Regions from separate parts of the Zea mays genome. Here region 2 is linked to region 1. The links are chromatin contacts, called in public Hi-C maps. All regions are on one chromosome and are shown on one strand. Each heading gives the region's core, a stretch centred on a gene start, on an enhancer-like site or on the middle of the called end of the contact. The rest is flanking DNA. Distances are from core to core; before and after follow the strand shown. Region 1 holds the start of LOC100283060. Region 2 holds the start of LOC100280298 (choline/ethanolamine kinase).

What was found. Hi-C and Micro-C count contacts between places; a contact is called where the count stands out from the background.
Region 2: a contact with region 1 is called in a Hi-C map of bundle sheath, with 2.7 times the contacts expected there. The contact joins the promoter of LOC100280298 here to the promoter of LOC100283060 in region 1. A contact is called at or near these places in 8 of 25 Hi-C or Micro-C datasets (bundle sheath, ear, leaf and 1 more).

The regions. Positions count from the first base shown.
Region 1 is chr2:188,553,088-188,560,597 of Zm-B73-REFERENCE-NAM-5.0, reverse strand. It overlaps LOC100283060, which reads right to left and starts at 3,729. Exons shown (of 2, transcript NM_001155962.1): 1 at 3,248-3,729; 2 at 1,844-3,048. The coding sequence starts at 3,545. The coding sequence ends at 2,075.
Region 2 is chr2:188,970,503-188,978,012 of Zm-B73-REFERENCE-NAM-5.0, reverse strand. It overlaps LOC100280298 (choline/ethanolamine kinase), which reads right to left and starts at 4,975. Exons shown (of 11, transcript NM_001153225.1): 1 at 4,551-4,975; 2 at 4,209-4,300; 3 at 3,610-3,716; 4 at 3,132-3,237; 5 at 2,757-2,879; 6 at 2,538-2,629; 7 at 2,175-2,259; 8 at 1,971-2,076; 9 at 1,815-1,881; 10 at 1,340-1,432; 11 at 683-1,223. The coding sequence starts at 4,732. The coding sequence ends at 1,095.

The DNA of each region.
Region 1 (7,510 bases), core at 2,480-4,979:
TGGAGGATTTACTATCAATGGGTAGCCCAAAGGGATACACCCAAAGACCCATGAAGAGGTGACACAAAGGGGACGACTCGATCAATTGGCTTGCCATCAAGGCATTGGGGGCTATTGTTGGTAACATAGACTTAGGGTACCCCATTGTCATTACAATCGTGCGTTATGAACCAATGCGCCAAATACGACAAGAACAAGATGTAACATCCTAATTCGTTCTGCATAAAAAAATTAAGTTGAAATGCAGATTTATAAAGATTACTTGCCTTGGTATTCATGCCACATGATATTTATATGATTTATTAATTACCTTACTAAAATAGACCATAGAGTATGATTGATATGTTGCATACATGATGGTGCTTTTCTATTAAAGTTTGTGTTTGAGAACATTCTTCTTGCTTAATTTCCTTTTGGTAAAAGTCAAGGGGTGAGAAAAGGGGTTTTAAATTAAATAAAAAAACAAAGAAACGTCGGTTCCTTCTTTAGCCGGTCCATCCACGCGGCCTCTCGCATCCTCCCCCTCTCCGCCGAGCTGGCCTGGTTCAGCCCAGCTGCCGGCCCACCCGAGCCACTGAAAATAGAATGGCTCACTGTGCGCGCGCGTGCGGCGACCCCTCGAGCGCTGCCCGCCCGGCCGGGTTAATGTAGAATTGTAGATGTAGGTTCCAGGCAGAGGAACGAGAAAGCTGGAGTCACGATCAGATATTTGACGACGGAAAGTAGTATGGTGTGACACTTTTAAATATAGTCAAATGAAAATTAATTTACCTGGTCTGTTGCGGAAGCTAGTCTATTTTCTTGGGGACGGCTTTTCTGTTTTAGACAATGGTTAAATCTTACAGTTGTGAAACTAATGGGGTGTAATAGTTAGTGAGTAAAATTAGCTGGAGACATCCAAACATCCTAGCTAATAGTCAACTATTAGCGATTTTTAGTAAATTAGTTAATAGTTAGCTACTTATTTGTTAGCTAGCTAAATTCCGCTATCAATTTTTTAACCAACTAACTATTAGCTATAGTGCATTTAAACATCTCCTTAGTTGGCTAAAAATTACTAGTTAAATTAGCTAACTAATAAATAACTAGATAATCATTAGATTAAAAAAAAGAAGTCTCAACAATGGCTTACTCACAGCTGCAAGATGCATTGCTGGGCACTGCCGGTGTGCCACCGGGGGGATACGTACTAGGGGGCGCATCATCATTCGTTCAAGGAAACACGTACTAGTTTGTTTTGTTTGTATCCTGGCAAAAAGAGGCCCACCGTACCCCATCGGTGATATCTGACGGGGATGTGCTCAGTTCATTGAACCTTTTGGCAATCAGGTAATGAGCCAACCGAAGAATGGAGGAGCGTCGTGCGGTCCTTTTCCGCGCGCGCCAACTCGCCAAGTGCTCGATGGGACGATGGCCACATACATTGCGCGCGACGTTTTGTCGTCTCAACCGCCTCATCCATCCATCCATCACTCCACTCAATCAAATTTCTTGTGCCAAGGTTCCGCTTCCTGAATTTCTTTTAAAGCTAGACAAACAAGCCAGCACATGCACATCGGCAAACAGCAACCTTGTTTAGGTCATCTAGATCTTTCTCGATTTCTGGTGACACAGACCATCGGCCTTGGCTGGCACCTACCATTCCCCCAAGAAACAGAAAAGAAATGTTGCGTAGAAAGCGAGATCGAGTGCTTCCAGACAAAGACCTGCAGTCTATAGTACAGGCACACCACATACACATTAGTAACATGCAGTATCGCAGTACGCGCAATCGAGTTGATCAGGCATATATGTAGACAAGGTAAATTACTGAATCAGTCTCAAACTCGCTTCCAACCAACCATGAACCATCGACGCACCAACATAGTATAGATACTATATAAACATTGTCTTACAGTTCCACTGGCAGCAAAAGCATAGTACCCACCATGGCTCTCCTGCATCATCACCACAAGCACAAGCAGGAGACCTGGCATAACAAAAAATTAAAAGCAAAACGAAGCTGAGAAACACTCCATTCACGGCACAGCAAGTAGCCGTCTAGCACATGCGAATGCGATGCACATAGCTTTTCTCAGTAAGCGCCAGCGGCCATGAGCAGCTCGTCAAGGCTCCAGATATCGCCGCCGTCGCCGCCACCACCACCACTGCTCGCCCCATCCTGTGGAACATCACCAGCCCGCATCATTTGAAGGCAGTCCATGTCGTCCGTCGACGCGCCGTCTGACGGGCTGCTCTCGACGACATAAGGCAACGGCTGGTACTGGTAGTTCGTCTCAGGGTCAAAGCCGCCCGGCATGGCCGCACCGTAGCCGTAGCTGCTCCTCGTTCTCTTCGACACCGGTCCACCTTGCGTGTACCATGCTGGCACAACGTTACTGGGAGCAGCTGGAGCAAAGACTGAGGCGTAGTCTGAGGTCATGGTGTCATCGTCCCAGTCCCACTCCCACCCCAAGTCACAAGAGCCATACGAGTCGCTGCTCTGGTCGGAGAGCAGCAGCATGTTAGCCGCAGACCTCTTACTGCCGGGCAACAGATCTGCGGGGAGGAAACCGGCGGCGCCCTCACCTGGCTCCACACGAACGACCTTACTACTACTGTCACTGAACGCGAACATAATCGCGAACAGATCGTTGCTGCCAGTGCCACCGTTCATGTTCCCGAAAACCTCGTCAGCACGGAACTTCGGCGGTGGAGGTGGAGGACCTAGCCTCGCTGCGTTGCCACAAGCAGTTGGAGTAGTTGCGGCTGGTGCCTTCTGAGCACCTGCTGCTGCCGCCGCTTCGTCCCGGAAATTGACCTTGGCTTTCTTCCCGCGTATCCTGCGAGCCTCGGCGTCGTACGCCCTGGCCGCCTCCTCGGCGGTGCTGTATGTGCCGAGCCAGACGCGCACGCCCTTGCTGGGGTCTCTGATCTCGGCCGCCCACTTGCCCCAGGGCCGCCGCCGGATTCCCCTGTACTGGTTCTTCCGCCTGCGCTTATTTGCTGCTGAGTTGGTAGCGGTAGTAGGCATGTCTCCTTCACCATCCTTTGGAGTCATCACGCCGTCTAGAATAGAATAAGGACTGTCTGTCAGTGCGTGTGCGTGCATCTCAACGAAACATTTGGAATACGAAAGCTATCGGGTTGCATACAAAATACCAAGGCAGCGCCATCAGCTCCCACTCTGAACAGCCTTGCCCATTCCATGGCTAAGGTCTAACCAAAAGAATAGAAGATAAAAAAAAAACCATGGCTCGGTGCTCACCAACTGCAGTGCGCGGCGCCCCAACCGCGGCGGCGAAGGCGAGCCTCGCCGGCTCCGGCAGAGGAAGCTCCTGGACCTCGTCGCCGGCCCCGTCCACGTCGTCATCCTCTCCGAGGCCGCGCTCGAACTCGCGGAAGTCGGCCTCGAAGTCCTCCTCCCGGGGCGCTCCCTTCTTGCCGGGCCCCGGCCACAGCAGGTCCGCCGTCGCACGCCGCTGCTGTTTCTTCTTGGCCGCCGCTGCCGCCGCCGGCACCCCGGACGGCGGGATGAAACCCGAGAGGATGGCGCCGCCGCACATCGCCGCAGCGGGGTGTGGTGGCGGATGGATTGTTGGTTGGGTGAACCGAGGGTGGATGGCACGAGCGGCACAGTGACGAGCTGGGGAAAGGAGGCCGCGCAAGATCTTTGCGGTTGCGGCTCGGCTTTGGCTGCCCCACTGGGTGAGCGAGGGAGGGAGGGAAGGAGTGGGGGGAGGCGAGGTTGGGGAGATGGTAGCTGGCCACGCTACTTATAATTGGAAGCGACGCTGCGCTGAGCCGCTGACGCACTACTGGACAGCGACGCCAAAGGAGATAGTAGCTGCAGTGGGGCCCGCGCCACTCGCCTCCCCTTCCGCCTCGCGTGTGAGGCTGAGTCCAGTGCACAGCCTCTCTCTCGCCCCTGCCACGTCAGCTCTCGCCTCCACTCTCGCCCCTGCTGCTCCAGTGCACAGGCTGCAGCAGGCTACAGCCTCAGGCTATAGCACACGTGGACCAATCAGAAGCCGCCACTCACTGTCGCCCCTCGCTCTCGCCCGCGAAGACGCCATCGCCAACGCGTCGCCCCACTCTCGCCTGCCTATCGCCGGGCGGTAGCAGTAGCGCCCGCCGGGTCGCTCTCGCCCGCCTCCAGCCCCGCTCTCGCCTCCTGCTGGGCGCCCTCACTATAGCCTGCATTGGCACCAGCCTGATGCACTGCTGCTGCCGCTGCGGCCCCGGCTCGCTTTCTTTAACCCACCCTGGTAAATAATTTAACTTTTGCCTCCAACAATGGCTCCTCGTTTACCGAAGCAAAAGGTCAGACGAAAGGAACCCTGACCCCCCGTAAAACACGTGAGAGTTCAGATCAAAGCATGATTACCATGGTGATATGCTTTTAGATGATAAAAAAACTAAAGTGTGATTATAAAATTCATTTAAACAGGACTAAAACACTACGCTTGTAATAAATTATCGAAGTACCAAGTATTTGGACACCGAGGTTGGCTTGCATGGTACACTTGTTTTTAAAGCATTCCAACCAAAGCATCGTGTGCTGCTATATAAAAAAAACAAAGCATGTACTAAATTTCCTTACATCAACTAAACGATCAAAGGGATATTTTTATTTGGTCCTTACATCAGCATGGGAAGTTCACAGTGTGTTCTATGTATAGGACTCTTGTTAGGCCACATGTGGTTCCAAAAAATTATCCCATTTGGAAAATCAAAATTCCTCTCAAGATTAAAATCTTTATGTGGTACCTTATAAATAATTTAGTTCTAACAACTGATAATTTAGTGAAGAAACAATGGAAAGGCTGCCTTCGATGTGTAGCATGTACGTTAAATGAATCTATTCAACATCTGTTTTTCGACTGCCATATTGCTAAATGTGTTTGGCGTTGTATTCAAGTTGCGTTTAACATTTCACCTCCTAGGAGCATTGATCATTTATTTACACAATGGCTTTATGGGGTTGATATGAAACTTAGCAACAAAATTTGGTTTGGAGCGAGTGCTATATGTTGGGTGATATGGCTTTATCGAAATGATGTGCTTTTTAACAATGCACAAGTTCCTACTCCTATGCAGGTACTTTTCAGGGGTACATACTGGATGAGACAATGGATGCTGCTGCTAAAGGAAGAAGAAAAATTACAAGTAAAGCAGGGATGCAGGCTGCTTGAAGTTGCAATGATGCAAATCTTTGCTAAAAATGGTTGGAACTTTAGTAATCGATTGTGCTTGTAATCTGTAATGTTGTGGTGGCATCTATGTTTCGAGTATAGTTTTGTTCCTGTTTGAACCCAGTATTTTTGATGTATTGGACAGCTATATGCCCAGTATTTTTGATGTATTGAACAGCTATATGCATATTGTCATGCAGAGGCTGGAATAATCAAGTTATTCCCTTTTCTAAAATGTACTAAATTTCCTTGGAAAGTTGATTTTGTTAGGAAAGTCATTCTTTCACAAAAAAAAACAGATCCTAAAATTAAGATCACATAAAAAGTGACGGTGTCGGAAATATATCAAGACAAACTATTTATTTTTATTCTTCTTTTAGTCCAATCAAAAGTGTTGTTCAACGGAATCAGAATAATCAATCAAGAGAAACTGTTTTTTATCAGCCTTGTAGTCCAGTCAAAATTGCTACACCATAGAACAGTAAATGTCTTATTGGCGAAATTCCTCCTAAATAATTTGGGAGCTTGGTCAAACACGTTGTTATAACATTACTCCCTCCATATAAAAAAGAAGTAGTATCGATTTAGATTGTGGTCTCGTGGACACGTTATTTTTTTAAAAAATAATTATTATTAAAGGCATAAAAGCTATCAGCAACGCTTGTATCTATAAATAAATCTGTTATAAAAAATCTATTTAGAAGCTATTAAGATAATCTAATAACACTTAATGTGCATCGTGAATACCAATAATTTTTATATACATCTAATTGAAGTTAAAAAAAAGTATTTAATTTCTGGAAGTGTGAGAATGGCGATTGATTAAGGGATGTGCGCGGGGGCATTCATCGTAAGAAATAGCAGATGTTACTCGTGGCTAAGACTAGCTCCAACAAGGAGCTCTAAATGCTCCTGTACCCTAAATTTAGAGGATGAGGACGTCCTCTACCTCTCCAACAACGTCCTCTAAACGGTCCTCTAAATTTAGAGGACGCTGCTGGATCCTCTATGTATAGAGTTCCTCTAAACGGTTCTCTATCTATTTGAATACTTTAAACAACCGTTTTAGTAAAACTAAAATATGTACAATACATTTGAGAGTATGACAAACACGTATGTACAAAAATTTGAAAATAAAAATGTCTTTAATATAGGTATTTACATATAGGGGACGTGATTTAGATGACGTTGTTGGAGAGAAAATAGATATAGGGGGTAGAATCTTTTAGAGAAGACTGTAAAGGACGGATATAGAGGATGTATATAAAGGACGTTGCTGGAGACAGTCTAAGAAATAACGGGTGCTAAAACTCAAAGTAAGGCTCGCTTTCGATAAAAGAGACGAGGATGCTCCTAGTGTTAGTCATGAGTCACAAACGGTAGCTGTTCATGTGGCGAGGCTGTAGCTAGTCTGTGCCGTGTAGCACGCGAGTACGCAGTAGTAGCCACACGCAATTAATCTCCCTGGTCTCTGATGCATGCATGCTCGGTTTCTCTGTTTGGGACGGGATTCCTGGTCAGAGACGTTCGCGCGCGACTGCGAGCAGAGCACGGAGAGGGAAACTGTCCGGCCGAGATGGCGTGGCAAACTGGCAACTGACAGAGGAAAGCTGGAAACCTATGATGGGTCTCCCAAGTCCCAACTCCAATGCGGTTTTGGAGCCGCTGGCTGGCGCGGTCGACGTGCTGCGTTTGGTTTGGTGAAGAAACTGCCCGCCTGCATGCAGGAGCCGATCGAGCGGCCGCGGCGAGATCGTCCTCCGTCGGGTGATGGATCAGCTGGGACGAACGATCTTGACTTGACATTCTCTCTCTCTCTCTCTGCTCCGATGCAATGGACTCTGCTGAGTGTGAGTGCCGCGCGTGTTTCTTCCGTGTAACCAACCTTTCTCGTAATCCCTACGTGTACGTAGCGTCCATCGATCCCGCTGGTTCATTGTAGCCCGAGTTCCGGTCCAGCAAGGCGAAATCAATACAGAAACCTATGACGAGGAAAATGGAAGAAAAAAAAATTTCTCTGGCAGTGGTGGGCATGCAGTCGGCACCGTGCGCGTTCCGAATTTAAAGCAAGGCTCCATCGACAGGTTCATCCGTTCATGTGCAGAGGCTTGCTTGTCGTCTTCTGGACTGTGTAACGAAGCAGGCGTGCAGATTATTTATTGTACGCGCACGCGTTCATTCATGGTTAGTTTGCCTAATAAGTTCATTGCATGAGGAGTCTGCTCTTCAACTCCGTCTGTGTTTTGTTTTAAAGCTTGGAAGGGTCCTACACTCCGAGCAATTGACTCTGATTACAAAAACAATATACGTACGTGCATGCATCTGACTTGGGAGCT
Region 2 (7,510 bases), core at 3,726-6,225, 420 kb before region 1:
AGGAAATTTTGGCCATTATTGCGGACGATCGCCTCCGAAGACCCAAACGGTCTGTAGTACAAAAGCTTTGCACAGCACATAAACTTCAAGTTTCCGCCCACCACACTAGTTAGACCTACAAACCATCGATTCTATAAAAGGCGAAAATAATGAAACTTTCGGTGCAATACTCTTATTCTCATCCATAAGTGGATCATAAGCAAAACCAAACTTGGTTTAAGCTAAATCGGAGCATTCATATTGCGTCATTCCTAGCCTCATTCCGAACAGAATGAATCAGCCTAGTTTAGAATCCGGTCCAGCCTACTAGAGCAGAGCTGTTCGGTTTGACCTGGGTTGGAAACAAACCCGTATGATTTCGACTTCCTTCCCTCAATCCTCGGCCTGAAACAGGTGACCTACCATCCAGGTTTGTTTCTGACCTAGAAACGGGCTGGTGACTAGAAATGAGTGATAATCCGTGATCCACTCGATCATGGCCTGACTTGATTATTGGCTTGTCTTGGATTCTGGCCTGCCGAACGGGCCTGGGCGCGCGACCCAACCCAACTGATGAGATCTACGAAAAAATAAGACGGGTTTTCATCGGACGCCGACAACAGTTGATTCTGATCCTTATGCGTTATATGTGTACGGACCTTCAAAGGACTACCCAGTCATTAAAAACTATATACTCGGAAGTGCAGAACAGATTGCACAGGGCAGAATTAATCGAAGAACAAATTCAACAGGGCACAACCCATCAGGATTGTGTTTATTATTATAAATATAAGTACATAATTTGCCACTGGTGACTTCCCTGTTAGGCTTTGTTTGGGTAATTTAGTATTGACCCCAATCCACATGTGTTGAGTTGGATTAGTGTGTAAATTAGTTTAAGTTACACCCGAATCCATCTCATACACATGAATTGAGCTCGATACTAGAGTATCCAAACTAGTCCTTAGACAATGATGAACCTAACATCAGATACAACAATGAGGGGCTGCTACAACCGCTATAATAGAGTTTCTGGGTAGCAGTCGATGATCACAACGCGTACCCGCTCCGAGCATGCGTACACCAGTATAAACTCGTGAACAGATTCTCAGGCTCTAGCCATTTTTTAGCTCGGAGAGAAAGCTTTGTGCCAAGGAGAAGCAGGACTCCCTTTGTTTCTTGTACTCACCATACCGCAAGAAGAAGTATCCAAGATAGTCAAAGTCAATTGGGGATACCTTTGCCTGCATTCAAGTGCTAATCATAATGTTTTACCATTCACAGTATCGTTTACAGTACATGGGAATCAACCTAGGTGATCCAAGAAAAACACGTGTGCAGAATCGATAACCTTGCTCACCTGAATAAGGGCCCATAATGCCCAGTAAATGTGCGATGCTAGTCTGAAAGTGTTTGTTTCCACATAAAGTACTTCCATATCTTGTGCATCCACCTTTCAGTTGCAAGAAAAGGGGAAAAAACAAAGAATCATGAATTACATCAGAACAGAAAAATCCAAATGTTATGCCGTTGGTAAAAAAAAGAGAACTCTTGTATGTCTTTCGGCCTTCTATGAATGCCAAACATCTGAGATATCCATGTAGCTAATACATACAAATGCTAACTAATACATGTTCAGCTTAAGAATACTCTAAATGTTCAAACACATGTAGCACAAATGGAGGTATTACTAACTTCATCAAAAACAAGCAAAGACGATACTACTAGTAGCGTCAAATATATGTTACAAGAGTAAGTACTAGCAGAAAGCTTCATTTACTCTAGAAAGAATTCGAATTCCAAGAATAGATTTCAATTGGTTTTGTTTCACATACCTCACTAGGTCTATCAGTGTGTAGATAATTCCTGAAGAAGTGATACTGGGCATCTTTATCTGGGTACCTAAATACACAATCAAATGAATACTGCTGACTAAAAACATGACAACAGTAATTGCTTTTGAGTATTTCATTGACATGGAGAGAACTTACAAATTATAGTCACAATCAAATCCTGCATACTCATTGAAATGATTTGCAATGTCATAGCCACGGTAGCTGTATGACCCATACTCAAAATCAATAAAATATAGCTTCCCTGACAGAGGAAACAACAAGTACATAGCTACTACGGTAAGTTTTGCAAATGAGTAATAATGAAAAAGGGGGAAACTGGTACAAAGAAAAATATTTTACCTTCCAAATCATTGAGCATCAGATTTCCTGAAAGCAAGTCATTGTGTGCATAAACCACAGGCGCGCGCAGAATGTCCAAGAGATCCTAAAAGACGCATGGACACTGATGAAAAAAATACTAAGTACAGATAGTAGGAATTGGCAGGAATAACTGCTATCTTCGGTTTTAGTTCCCTAGTATGGGCCTAAACCCATCACCACCACAACCAGTATTTTGCTACATAACCATGTTACATAGATGTTCCCACTATACAAGGATCAACTACTATTTGTGCCCAAGGGGAAAAAAATAGGAAAACATCACTCTAAGAAGGGCAAAATGGCCCTGAAATACCAGAAGGCACATTGTCAACTTCAAGGTACCTTAAGTTCTTGAACTTCATCTTGTATTTCTCTAAATGAGATCTTTTCATATCTCTTCTGCTTCATGTTATCCTCAAACTTCAATGCTGCAGCTGCAAGGTGCATTTGATAGCACACATAAATATTATTTATGTTACTAACTTGAGCCAAGAAAAGTGTCATGTTTGAGATGCCATCAACATAAAAGCAAGTCTCGAATGAGCAACAAAAGTTACCTACCTTTCTTCAAAAACTTGAATATATCATTCCACAATTGTGGTTCTTTAGACCCTGGTATGTCTACTTGATGGAATTTGCGTAGCTCCTTGGCAATTTCAGCTGCTATTTTAGGTTCTTTCATGTCTACAAAACAAAATAACGAGGATCAGTAGATTTGTTTACAGAAGCATTTCATAAAACCTCCAAACATCCAAGGCTTCAAATTGGCATACCAAATCGTGGATAATGCTGACTACAGGGAAAGGAAAAAACATAAATCCTTTCAACTTGCATTTGAAATTGCAACTGAAACTACAAAGGAGAACAAAGAAACTATTGCACTAGGTTGATTAGGACCCCACACCCATATGTTATTCAGACAGGATCTATGCCTACCTGCTGGTGACAGTGTTCGAGCATAGATGAATGACTGAACTACTCCATTCTCAAATATTCCAAGTAGCCGAGCCCCGAACCCTGCAGCTGAGAGATATGGTATCGCCTAACCATGACGGTAATAGATGTATGCATTAGGAAATATTTTAGAACCGAGATAAATTATACTATGTGTACAGTCTAGGAACCCTTAAAAACTATCATTCTAGGTTAGCAATTTTCAGAGAATGAAATGAAATCCATTTGTCAGGGAAAAGGTACAGATATGAAACAAAAGGTAATGCACTTGGTAGGACAGATGCTACTACAAGACCATGACTATGCTATGTCTAGAAGAATTGAAAATATGCCACTATAAAAATATGACACCAAATACAAGGGGTCATACTAGACCCAATGTAGAATACTATAGGATGCAGGTTACTAGGTTAGTATAATATGACTATAACACACAATCTCGTACCACTCAGATTCTCACCTGCAATTCCCTTTTCCTATCAATCACCAAGTCCGTATTTGGTCCATACAACCGAACAGTAACAGAAGACTCATTGCCGTTGTCTTCTTTGACAGAAACCTTCAGCACTGTAGGTAATAACAAATAAACATCATGGACTATAAATTGAAAAAAAAAATTGCTGCACACAGGAAACCTTGCTCATGTGAATCATCCCTATGGGTGGCGGATACAGACAGCAGGCTGTTCTTACTTTCTAATGCTGCAAGCATAGTGCGGCAGATCCGCAGATGTGGCAATGACAGCAGAAATGATACAGGCCAAAGGAAATATTATGCAGCACCCCGGAGACTATCTAATCTAATCGCACACAGTTTGCAAAAAGCATTAGGTTCTGCTGCTTTATCAGTAAACGGGAACAATGAGGAGCAGGAAGCCGAAGCGGACAAATGGTCGTTACAGTAGGAGATAAAAAAGTTATGTACTCATGTCAACGATGTGGAACATTTCAATGTAACTATTATGCACTATTCATTTCATTTACTACAATCATCATGCTGCTCAGGCGAAAAAGGCGAGGAATTCTGAATGGCGCTACAAGCCATGCCACAACAACTCACATAGATTCGTGATGCCCCCGGACACGGTCTCGATGGAGAAGAGCGAGCTGTCAATCGACGACCACCCTTCGACCAATTCCTTGCAGAGAGCTCTGAAAAAGCACCAGGAATCCCCAGATCAGAGAGCCTTTCCGTGCATCAGCACACTCCTGTCTCCCACACGCTCGGAGGCATTTTCTCAAACACTACCGGCTCGTTCCCGAGCACGGGTACGACGCCTCGCGATCGCGAGTACCCGAACATGACACGACCTCACAGCGTGACCAGGCCGGGCGCAAGCGCGAGCGCGAGCGCGAGCCGAAGCAAGAGGATCGAAGATAGATGTGGGGACGGGGTACTTGCATGATGCGAGGCGACATCTTCAGGAGCGGCAGCGAGATGTCGACGGAGGCCGCCGACGTGGGAACCTCCGCGGGGGCCGCGGCCGACACAGCCGTGGTGGTCGCTTTCGCCTCTACCCCGCCGCCATAGCCGCTGCCGGCGGCCATGCCCGCGCCGTTCCAGGCCCGTCCCTCCGATCCCATTCCCCTCGCGGTCGAGGACACGCCCTGTCACCCTCCCTCGGCCTCTCCGGGGTCCGCGCGCGCGAGGGATCTCGTTGCGCTATTCCTAGCTGGGAGACAAGACAACAAGACCGGGCCCGAGCCCACCCGACTCGATTCGATTTCGATCGGAGGCGACTAGGCGTCTTGTCTCTTGTCTAGGCGAGGCGACGCAGGCGAGGGGAGCGTGAGCCAGTGACCGTCCGTGAGCGCAGGCAAAGCCGCAGAGGCAACAGGCAAGACAGTGAGCGCGAATCCGAACAGCGCGCGTATATAACGCCCACTCGAGTACTGAGGCCGCATGGCGGGCCCGAGCCACGGTCGGTCGCGTGCTCGCGCCTCGTCCCGACCTAACGCGTGGCGTGCGCGTCTGTCCCACTGCGCGCGGGCGTGCCACCGGAGAGCGATGGGCCACAGGGCCATGGACATGGACGCCGGATATTTTGGCCCGTGGGATCTGAATCGTTGTCGGCTCTCCTCTGGAGAGATGACAATTTGCTATAAATTTTACACTATAAAATTTAAATATCATATTAGAATCTAGAATCGAATTTAGTGCTTTAAGTAGGAATAAAAATGGTAATTTGAACTGTTAGGACAAATTTAATATTTTAAAATAGATATATATATATATATAATTTGATATTGATCTTTTTTATATTATCAAGCACATTAGTACAAATATGAATAAAATATTACATAAATTGTTTTATGTATTATTTGCTCCCTACAACACAAAAAGTTGAAAAAATTACCGAATTTATTTCCGAATCCATACCGAAGTTTATATCTATTATTTAAAAAAATATATGATAAATTTGAGGTTTAACTTTTATGAATCTTTAGAAGCTGAATGTTAAAAACAAGAATACAAATTTGTATTATAGATTCTATATCCTATTTATTCACAATCAAAGAAAAACGACTAAAAAACTGATTACCGAATAAATAATGTTTCCGACCGTTTTCATCCCTAGCTCTAAGTAATTATGAAAAATTATTTGGACCATGATTTATTACCACCCCTACTTCTTGGGTCTCCGTTGTCCTATGTCGTCATGGGTTTGTTTGTCGATCTTTTCGGGTCACGAAGTTGCGATTACGAGACTGGACAAGATATTTTGTCGTGTACTATGCTCTTGTTGTCGTGTACTATGCTCTTGCTGTTGCTGAGGTCATGTTTGGAATCGTTAGACCGTGTCCAATAGATAATAAGGATGCGTCAGGTATGACTTGCACCAAAACAGCTTTAAGCTCTAGCTTTTCCTCTAAAACAGCTTTATAGTAGAACTAAAGGCATTTTATAAATCGTTTGACATAAACAACTTATCATAGAGTCAGAGTCATTTTCTTATATTAAAGTGTCAGCGCCAAAGCCGGTGAAGGTATTGTTTGTGGCTTCTTCTTCGTAGTACAAAAATAACTATGACCTTTAGATGCTTTTAGTAGTAAATTGTTTTTAAAAAAAGAGTGATTGACACTGCTCAGGCTTTTTGCTAGAGAAAAGTTAGAGCTAAAGCCCTGCCAAACGGGCTCTAAGATAGGAGGTGGAATAGAAGAGTCGTTGTACATGTCCTTACATATCTAACAATTGTTAGTTGAGTTGAACATGTTAATAAACTAATTGTTACAAGGTATTAGCTAAAGGTGTCTGACCACTAATTTTAGCTCTAAAGATTTTAACATAGCTTAATGCGAGTGAGTGGCTCAAGCACCGCGTCTCTGTTTTTTTTACTGGTAAGTGTGATCAAATTGAGATTATGATTATTACTCGCAAAACCATAGACGAACAAAAACATGAAACACAGCCTTTAGGTCATCTATTTTGAAACCAAAAAGGATTAGCTATATGTAAGTCGGCTACGCTCCTTATAGCGCAACAGTTTTGTCACTGTATTTTTGAGAGGAAAACTCGTTGATTTTCAAGACCACAAGAGCAATACTACTAGGTAACATTTTCAGGAACCGTCGAATCAAGGGTGATGACAAGACGTCTATATAACGACCTTGTCGATCTTGAGGCTGATTGTGATTGGTTTGTTAGTCTTCTGAAGCTGCTTATAGAGTCGCCGTGTATGTTTACGCGGGTTCATAATAATGAATACACGTGTATAATATGATTTTTTTTTGAAGAAAAAGAGTGAGCGGTTTGCCGTATATTTGGGCTCCGGGATAAGGCTAAGGAAGTATCTTGACATGTTGCGTGGTCAAGTAATCAGGGTAACGGGAACAACAGAAATAAGGTGTTCAGTACTTAATCGTCATTGTTTGTGTCCTACTCGCCGAAGCAATGTTAGCATCATCTTCATGGAAGTTGACCGTACTGCGCATTAATAAGGCACCACAACAGCCCTGTACACCATTTTCGGCGGCCGCTGTTATTTTCGGCGGCCAGGGGTTGGCCGTCGAAAATAAGCAGTTATTTTCGGCGGCTTGACACAGCCGCCGAAAATTACGCTATTTCCGGCGGCTACTGACACAGCCGCCGAAAATAGTGTTATTTCCGGCGGCTTCTGACACAGCCGCCGAAAATAACTGCTTATTTTCGGCGGCTAGCCCTAGCCGCCGAAAACTAAAAGTTTAAAAAGGTCGGGCCCGACCTTCTTCTCTGTTTCTTTCTGTCTGCCTCGCCCGCCCGCGCCGCCTTCCTCCAGCCGCCGTGCCGCCGCTCCTGGCCGTCCCCGCGCTGCCGCTCGCCGGCCACGCGCCGCCGCTCCCCGGCCGGCCCTGCGCCGCCGCTCCCGGGCCACCCCCGCGCCG